Regions from separate parts of the Sus scrofa genome. Here region 2 is linked to region 1. Evidence: chromatin contacts called from public HiChIP or PLAC-seq data. All regions are on one chromosome and are shown on one strand. Each heading gives the region's core, a stretch centred on a gene start, on an enhancer-like site or on the middle of the called end of the contact. The rest is flanking DNA. Distances are from core to core; before and after follow the strand shown.

Evidence for each region. HiChIP or PLAC-seq counts read pairs in DNA pulled down with a chosen protein or histone mark.
Region 2: a contact with region 1 is called in an H3K27ac HiChIP or PLAC-seq map of alveolar macrophages. The contact joins the promoter of GMFB here to the promoter of ERO1A in region 1. A contact is called at or near these places in 1 of 5 promoter capture datasets (liver) and 1 of 2 datasets of contacts at active chromatin or transcription factors (alveolar macrophages).

What each region holds. Positions count from the first base shown.
Region 1 is chr1:182,314,997-182,319,989 of Sscrofa11.1, forward strand. ERO1A (endoplasmic reticulum oxidoreductase 1 alpha) reads right to left here and starts at 3,151. Exons shown (of 16, transcript NM_001137627.1): 1 at 3,030-3,151. The coding sequence starts at 3,143.
Region 2 is chr1:183,861,687-183,866,148 of Sscrofa11.1, forward strand. GMFB (glia maturation factor, beta) reads right to left here and starts at 1,648. Exons shown (of 7, transcript NM_001244461.1): 1 at 1,569-1,648. The coding sequence starts at 1,571. It overlaps CGRRF1 (cell growth regulator with RING finger domain protein 1), which reads left to right and starts at 1,773. Exons shown (of 11, transcript XR_002346942.1): 1 at 1,773-1,943.

The DNA.
Region 1 (4,993 bases), core at 1,901-4,400:
GTGTAGTATTCACATCTTGTATTATATTTTCCCTAATCTTGCTGAGCACTGATTACATACCAGTCTCCATACTCTGGATTATCAAGAATTGGGACTAAACTGTAATTTTTTTATTTATTTTTTGATCTCTCATACTGGTTCACAGTAGACATCTATAAATGTTTGTTGAATTTAGTCTGATTATTTGCAGAGCTTTTTACATTTTACTTCAATGACTTCTAAGGCCAAATAACTACATGCTGCTCTGGCACAACTCAGAACCCCTAAAACCAATCCAAGCACCCATGCAATGATATGATGAGGGGTGATGGTGTGATAGCTCAAGGCAGAAGGGGTAAGAGGGACATGCAACAGGAAGGAAGTAAGGGATACAACTATAAACAAAAAATAATCAACAGGACTTTGAGGCCAAATAGAACCAGGGAAGACTTGAACGTATATTTCTAAACCTTGGGTTGAAAATTTAGTCTTTAAATTTAGTTTCTAGCAATATTTTTTTTTCTAGCAGTATTTATTACCCTTTTTTTTTTAAACTACGATCTTTGTCCCTCCCCAAGCTCCAAAGAACACGATTTACTCAACTGTAAGCTCTTCAAGGCAAGGATTGTGCTATAGTTATTTCTGTATTTCAAACACTCAGATATGCGTAGTGTGTCTAAATATTTGTTGGAATAGATAATTTGCACTTCCCCTTTTCTTTTTTTGTTTTGTTTTGCTTTGCTTTTTAGGGCCACAGATTCAGCATATGGAAGTTCCCAGGCTAGGGGTCAAATTGGAGCTACAGCTGCCAGATCCCCAACTGAGTGAGGGGAGGGATAGAACCTGTATCCTCATGGATACTAGTCAGATTTGTTTCCACTGCACCACAATGAGAACTCCCCCTTTATCTTTTCTTTTTCTATTTTTCTTTATCTCTCTCTCCTTTTATGTGCATGTCAATATGTTTGTCTACATTTTTCTCTTCATGTCTATTCACCATGTTCCCTCTCTGCCCCTCTCTCCTTACCCCCATCCCTCCCATTACTGACCATAATTTAACTAAAGTATACTTGCTTATGTATTCAATTGGAAATGATGGTCTCTGTTTTTAAGTTTATTTAAGTAAGCCATTTTAAATTTCCCCTAAATTTTTTTTTATTCATTTTGTTGTTTTTTTTTAAGTTGGCTCCGGGGGAAAAAAAAAAAAAAAAAATTCCTCTTGTTCTAAAAGGAAAAGAAAGCAGCAGTCTAACAGATTTTTGTGCTGGGGAGTATTTTAACCTTGAAAATACTGTGAAAGTGGAAAAAAGCCTAATCACTAATCAGAAGAAAAAGAAAATAAATATAAAAAGCTAAAAGCTCCCCAATTTTAATTAAATATCTAAACAGTTATTGGAACAGGGAGTGAAAGTTTAAAAGTTCAACATGTATTTTATTCCATTATCCAAATCTCTAGAACATACTTAAAAATGTTACACTGAATATCTTTATGCACTGAATATCTTATTTTATTTTATTTATTTTTGTCTTTTTGTCCTTTTAGGACCGCACCCGGGGCATATGGAGGTTCCCAGGCTAGGGGTCGAATTGGAGCTGTAGCCACCTGCCTACGCCACAGCCACAGCCAGCAAGATCCAAGGTGTGTCTGCAAACTACACCACAGCTCACAGCAATGCCGGATCCTCAACCCACTGATCGAGGCCAGGGATTGAACCCACAACCTCATGGTTCCTAGTCGGATTCCTTAACCACTGAGCCACGATGGGAACTCCTGAATATTTTATTTTAAAGTCGACTTAATTCTAAATTACTTTTTTTTGAATGTTTAAACTTTGTGATACATTATATTTGTAATAAGAAGAAAAATTACCCTTTAAGCACTTGATTGTGCGCTATTTACAATCACTGAAGGTAAAAGACCTTTCAATCTCATAGTTATAAAGCAGTAGTTTTCTTTCCATTTCTCTTATACCTTCCCATCTATCACCAAAACTTCCATATCACTCGGCAAAACAATGAAGTCCAAGAATTTAAAGCAGTGAAAGAGATGATACCTCTTCTTATATATTTAAAATGCTTCTTTCCTCTGTGAAACAGTATTACCACCCCTACACACATAAAATGTTATTTCTAACAAGTTAATAGTCTACTTAAAAAGAGCAATTTGGATAATCATCCCTCAATTTTGCACAAAATGTATTTTTTATCAACAAAGCAAATGGTGACTTTAAGAATAATGATATTAAACTGTCAGATATTGTGGATACCAAAATCCTGTAAATTTCTTTGAATTTTTTGCTCAAGGAATCCACATCTCTTACTAACAGGAGGAAATGACCATAATTAGCTTGTAATCACACTTGTGTACTGACGACCGTTCTCCCAATTCAGGCCAGTAGTACGGGTGTCACGTTATGAGAGTCCCACCGCATTCAGAAAAAAGAAAAGAAAGGGCACGCAGGGCTAGGAGTCATAGGGCAACCGCAGCCCCAAAGACACCAGGCAGGTAGGCTTCGATACAGAAAAGCCACACTAAGCTCTTCCCCGGCCTGACAAGGAGATCTGAGGGCAACCCCTCAGCAGAAGACAGTCCTGGCCAGAGAGGCTGCCTTTGCCCCCAGCACAGGCACGGCGCACACAGTTCCAGGTCAAACTGGAAGTCAGCAAGACCCAAGTTCTGCGAAAATAGCAAATACTGAGTGTGTGTGTGTACACCCTCCCCAGGCAGGGAAGACCAACAAAGATGCACAAGCCAGTCGGGTAAAAACAGGCAGCCGTGCCCCTATACCTCTCGCCCCACGCCTGATCGGAAGCGCGGGAGCGTGTGCCGACGTCGTTTCAGGGTGCAGAGGGCTACCGGTTCACACCAACCCAGGCGAGGTGCAGAGGATTCAGCCCCGACAGCGGAGCAGAAGCACAGAGGCTCCTTCTGGAAGGGTGGAGATGCAGAGACGCACCCCCCGCCCCCGCCTGCCGGGGCGCGCTGACCGGGCGCCCGGCGGAGGCGGGGGGGTCCCAGGACCCGCAGCCCAGCCGCGCACACCCCTCACCTGGCAGAAGCACCTCTGCGCCGCCGTTTCCGAGGGCTGCTGCCTGCCGTAGCCCGAGCCCAGCAGCCCCACGGCGCCCAGGAAGACGATCAGGAAGCCCCAGCGGTGGCCCATAACCTCTTCTGACGTTCGTCCCGCCGCGCCTCGGAGTCCCCAGCGCCTGGGCGCAGGCCGTGCGGCCGCAGATGAAGCCCGCGCGGCCCGGCCCCCGGCCGCGCCCCACCTCCCGGCCGCCTCCCAGGCCCGCCCTCGGTTCCCCCGCCCCTCAGCGGCCGCCACCTCCCGGCTCAGCTTGTGGACGTGCTGGGGCGCCCGCGCCGGCCGCCGGGGGCCTGGAACCCGCTTCCTTCCCTGCTCGTGAGGCTGACGCACCAAGCCGCTCCTCCGCTCGGCCCCGCCCGGCGCGCCGCGCCCGCCCCTGGGCCCCCGCGCCCCCGCCCCCTTAACTCCTGGGGCCTGTAGACTTGACCCGGCTCCCCCTGCCCCAGCTTCGCGCGGAAGTCTGGGTCCTTCCAGCTCCGAAAGCCCGAGCGAAAGCCGAAGAGAGTCAGTGTCTTCCGGCACGGAGCCGCCCCCAACCGATTGCCTCCCAGCCGATCCTTCCGCATCTCAATGAGAGGAAATAAGACCGTGAATTACGTGTCCACAGTGGCCCTGACTGAGCCTTAAAACTGAAAGGGATGTTCGTAATCATCCAGACCAGGGATGCCTAGGTAATTTAGATTTTCTAGTAGTCACATCAGAAGAGCAAAAAGAAACAGGTGAAGTTAATTTTAATAATAGATTTCATTTAAACCAATATTGCAAAATATTTCAAAATAGACTCCATATTCAATGTCATAAAATATTTTACATTTGTTTATCTTTGAAACCTGATGTGTATGTCATATGAACTAGTCATATTTCATAGTCAAATGTGGCAAGTACTCTATTTTATAGGAGGAAACTGGCCTAGAGAGGGGAGGAGATGTGGACTGGAACTGGAACTGAGCAGTGATAGAGCCAGGTCCTCTGATCCCAGCCATGAAACTAGTCTATTAGCTTTTTTTTAAAGGAAGAAATTTTCACTGTGAAACTACAAAGCTTTCCAACATCTTACACATTACGTTAGAATGAAATAGTTCAGAAAACATTTTTTTGTAAATTGGTTTTTTGTTTTTCGGGTTTTTGGGGGATTTTTGGTTTTGGTTTTGTGGGTGTTTTTTGTCTATTTAGAGCCACACCTGTGGCATATGAAAGTTCCCAGGCTAGGGGTGGAATCCAAGCTGTAAGCTACCAGCCTACACCACAGCCACAGCAACAATGTGTCTGTGACCTACACCCCAGCTCCCCACAACCATGGGATCCTTAACCCACTAAGGGAGGCTAGGGATGGGCTCACGTCCTAGTGCGTCCTCTTGGATCCTAGTTGGGTTCCTTACCGCTGAGACACAATGGGAACTACCTGTTTTGTTTTCTTTTGTTCATCCCTTATTGAAGTAACTCTAGGATATGGTAGGCCCCAAATAGGTATTATATTCCAATTTTCTAGCTGAGAAAAATAGGCATAGAAAATTGTATGCATTATTCAAAATCACTTGGGATGGTAGAAGCGAGACTCTAATCCTATGCTCTGTCCATCGCTGCCAAGTGAACCGACATGTAATTAAAAAGTCACTAGTCATCTGAGATCCTGGTGGACAGGAGAAGCTCTGATCTTAATATCTACAGCATGTTACATGAAGGTGTTAATACAATCTCTTTACCCAGAAAGTTATTTTTTCACTGTACTGTGCAGGATCTCTACTTATTCCTCTGGGGCCAGACCCAGCTCACCTGATCCCTCATCTGTGGATCTTCTTGGTTTCCTCTTCACCCATTCCAATGCCTACTTGAATTTGAATTCAATAAATTTACGCTATGCCAGACTGAACCTGATATTAGAGATATAAATATGTGTAAGGTCCAGTCCCTGCACATGGGTG
Region 2 (4,462 bases), core at 398-2,897, 1.5 Mb after region 1:
TCATCCTCAAAACAACCCCAAGAAATGGGTATCATATTATCCTCATTTTGCAAGAAACTAAGGCTTAGAGAGGTTAACTATCTTTCCCAAAATTATACAACCATGGAAGCCAGGATTCAACCCAGACAGCCTGACTTTAGCCCCCTCTCTTAACCACTACAAAGGAGCTGGGACAGACTGGGTGGCGTGGATTAGTACAAATGTGACTCCTAGGCTTCTTGCTTGTGTAGTAGACTTAAATGGTGCTACCTTTCACTAAGTTAAGGAACACTGAGGAAGACCAAGTTTGAGGGGAAAAAGGAGTTCTATTTTGGACACTAAGCAGGCTCTAAGGCACTCAAGTGGGGAAAGCTTTCTTTCCAGGGGATGCTAACTAAAGAGCAGGATAGGTAGGGCTGATCTCAGAAGCAACATTTGCAATACAAATTCACAAGTCATCTACACATAGGTAGGTAGTAACTGAAACTAATGAATGTAGAAAGGAGAGAAAGAATACAGAATGGAAAATGAAGCATTAGGATAGAGCTCAGGACTCCTTGTGATGTACAGGGAAGGAGAGCTGCATGGGACACAGACAGACCAACAAGAGAAGAAAAATGAGTTTTGTATTCTAGAAGCCAAGGGGGAAGCACAAAGGAAGAGAATGTTTCAAAGAGGAGAGCATGATCAACACTGAGAATACAGATAAGGAAAGATGAGAATTGAAGAGAGTCCCTTGGATTTAGTGACCATGAAATATATTCGATGAAGGTGGGTTGAAAAATGAATGGGGAGTTAGAGAAAAGGACAGCAGGAATTTTGTGTTTTATTTCTAATTACAGAAATGAGAAGCATATTCTTAAATCCCATGAGAAAGATTCAGGAGACCCCGGCTTGGGCAATCAGTGAAATCATCCACTTTATTTTTGCGCGTGGGGTCGAAACCACACAAGAAAGGAAGCGAGAGCCCCCAGACACAAAAAACGAAAGCTTTTGACAGTCACTTTAAAATCAAGCGTCAAAGCGCTGGGTCGAAAGGTTTCCAACTGCCATAACTCGAAGAAAGCAAGGATAAGGAAAAATCATTAGAAGCACGTCAGGAAGCTTAACGCGATGCCGAAAGAACGGAATCAAAATTCGAGCCTTCCCCGCAAAGGCGGCCAGGCGGAAGGTACTCGGCGCCTGCCGGTCCCTCGGGCCTGCAGAGAAGCAGGTGTTTGGGGGAGTTCCTCCGAAGGACCAGACCCCCGGCCCCTCTGACCCTTCAGCGCAAAAGCTAGAAGCCGCCCCCACCTCCCCATCCAGAAGGACGCGGTGAGCATGACCCACCCCTACTGGCCGCACCCCAGTCCCCGAGCCTGCTGGGCGAGTCGACTCCGGGCCCGGCAGGAGGATGCTGCCCTTGGCAAAGGCGGCAGCGGCGGCGGGCGGGGGCCAACTCGCAGCAAGAGAGAAACTACCAGCAGCCAGGCCGGAAGCGGCCGCCGACCCACCCGGGGCGCTGCCCGCCGATACCGGCTTCGGCAAACAGGAAAGCCCGGCGGGCTGGCCCAGCCCTCCGGCCCCCGCCCTCCCCGGCAGCAACTCACCATTTTCCTTCCGGCCGTCAGCAGCCTTTCGCCTCCCCTTGGGCCCCTTTAAGAATGGCACGGCTGCCGCCTCCGTTCCTGCACGGCGCCTGGCAGAGCCGCCCCCACCAGCTACGCGGCAGCTGCAGGGCAGCACGTGACCGCCAACGGTGGCCGGCGCGGCTCAAACTTCGCAGGAACGCGAGTGCCCCCGCCCCTTCCATTTCTCCCGCGCTGTTTCTTGAACCCTCCAGTGGACGCTATCGGATTCGGAGTGGAGGACTTCCAGTGCCAAAATGTATCCTCAAAATTCGAGCCAGTTTTTGCTTCCTTTCAACCCTCCTCAATCTCTGAGAGAAATTTCATGGTGACATGATTGAGTCAACGATTTCAATGGTAAATGTGTGTGTTTGACCCCAACCTACCTTTCAAATTCCACCTCCCTCAAACCTAGGTACACCTGCCTTTCCTCTCACCCTCTCCGGAACCCTTGCCCCTACTCTGACCACCTTGCGGGACTTGGTAAATACATTTCTTTCTTGATGGTGTTTATTTATTCAAGTCTGATTGCGTGATGATTCATGTCTAGATGAGTGTTCTCATGAGCCATTGCCTAATCGCGCATTAAGAAGTTTCTGTAGGGGCAAGTTTACTTTTGAACCCGGTGGTTTGGAAGAAGTAAGGTTTGAACTCAGAATTCGTACACGTGTCTTCAATGAAAGAAGCTAACTGGGGCAGGAGCTCACGGAGTTTACAGCTTATCCTCAGCTGGTGCATGGTCCATAGTTGATGCTTGCTTCTTATTTACTGAATGACGAAAGAAGCAGAGAAAAAAGAAAATTCCAGAACATGCGCCCACTGCCATCCTTCTTCATTAGTATTAGACTGGATTATTAGAATATTTAAAGTTTATATTTAATGTTAAATTTAATGAATTGTTAGCATATTAATAAATACCATTAAGTCAGAGTTAAAATATATAACTTAGGAGTTCCCGTCGTGGCACAGTGGTTAACGAATCCGACTAGGAACCATGAGGTTGAGGGTTCGATCCCTGCCCTTGCTCAGTGGGTTAATGATCCGGCGTTGCCCTGAGCTGTGGTGTAGGTTGCAGACGCGGCTCGGATCCCGCGTTGCTGTGGCTCTGGCGTAGGCCGGTGGCTACAGCTCCGATTGGACCCCTAGCCTGGGAACCTCCATATGCCGCGGGAGCGGCCCAAAGAAATAGCAAAAAGACAAAAAAAAAAAAAATATATATATATATATAACTTAATTTGATCCAATACCTACGTTTTCTCATAAATTAGAAAACTAGAAAGTTTAACTAGTAAGAAATTCCACAGCTCAGCTACATTCTCTTAGTGACCTGCCCCCATAATACTTTTTACTATGATAAGAGAACTGGTAAATTTGACACCTAGTACCATGTAAGAAATGATGGGAGAGAAAATGATTGTTATTAGTCCATGAACAATTATATTAGAGTTTAGCATAGATTCTTCCCCACCCCCATCTTTTCCCGTCTCCTCTCTCCATCTATGAGAGGAATTAGAGGAAAAGGTGAAAAAATTAATGTTTAGCTACATGACATTTCACCTGATAAATAGTAAATCCATTGTTTTCCCCTTTCATGTTGTTCTTTTAATGTTTTCCCAATGTTATTGGCTATGAAATGGGCAAAGTCTCATGTAGACCCAAGAGAGGCTGGACAGAGGCTGGATGTAGTGACAAGAAAAGGACAATGATGAAAATGTGATTTATTTTACTATGTGGGAAAATGAATATAGACTATGAACAGAAATATTACTTGAACTCAGACTGTAGAATATTCTTGCCACCAGAAAAAAAAAATTATACCTATTTTAAATGTTTGGGAATGCTGTTCTGGCTTGGGTTATTCTGAGGGGGAAAAAGTTCCAGAATATTTTCCAGCACTTTTCTGCTTGGGTAACCCTATACAAATCAAGAACCTGTAAATATTAGTTTATGTAAAGGTCACCGAAATGTGTTTTATCTTGGGGAAGCATTTGACATCAAGACAAGATCAGGGTCAAAAGGAAAAGAGCATTTCCACTTAAAAATCGAGGGATGATCAGAATTAGAATAATCTTGGAATTCCTGTTGTGGCTCAGAGGTTAAGAACCCGATATAATATCCATGAGGATGTTGGTTCAATCCCTGGCCTTGCTCAGTGTGTTAAGGATCCGGTGCTGCTGCAAGCTGGCTGTAGGTCACAGAAGATGTGGCATAGACCAGCAGATTCAACCTCTAGCTCAGGAACTTCCATATGCTGCAGGTGTGGCCATTAAAAGAAAAAAAAAAAAGAATTAGAATAATCTTTTCTGGCCTGAGTTTTTCTTTTTTTTCTTTTTTTGGCTGCACATGCAGTGTATGGAAGTTCCCAGGTCAGGGATCCAACCCGAACCACAGCAGTGCCTCAAGCCATTGCAGTGGCAATGCTGGGTCCTTAATCTGCTGTACCATGAGAGAATTCCTGGCCTGAATTTTTCTAAGTCCTCCTTTCTCTGTATTAACAGCCTTGCTAAAGTGTTTATATTACTTACATAGTCTTACTTATTCATTCATTCAACAAATAGTTATTGAGGATCCACTATGTATCGGCTATGTCCTGGATGCCAAGGTCCAACACAGACTAAAACCCCTACCATCCTGGAACTATTCTAATAGGGAGGAGGAGATAGCAGACAATAGGATAATAAGTTAGTAAATATTATATCCTAGAAGGTGATTAGTGCTGGGGAAAAGAACAGGGAAAGGAATATTGGAATGCAGGGGGTGAGAGACTTTTTATTTCAAATAAAGAAGTCATCCTAGTCCTCACTAGGAAGGTCATGTCTGAACAAAGATTTAAAGCTGTGGGGATTAGCCTTATTGATTAGCCATGTCAGTGTCTG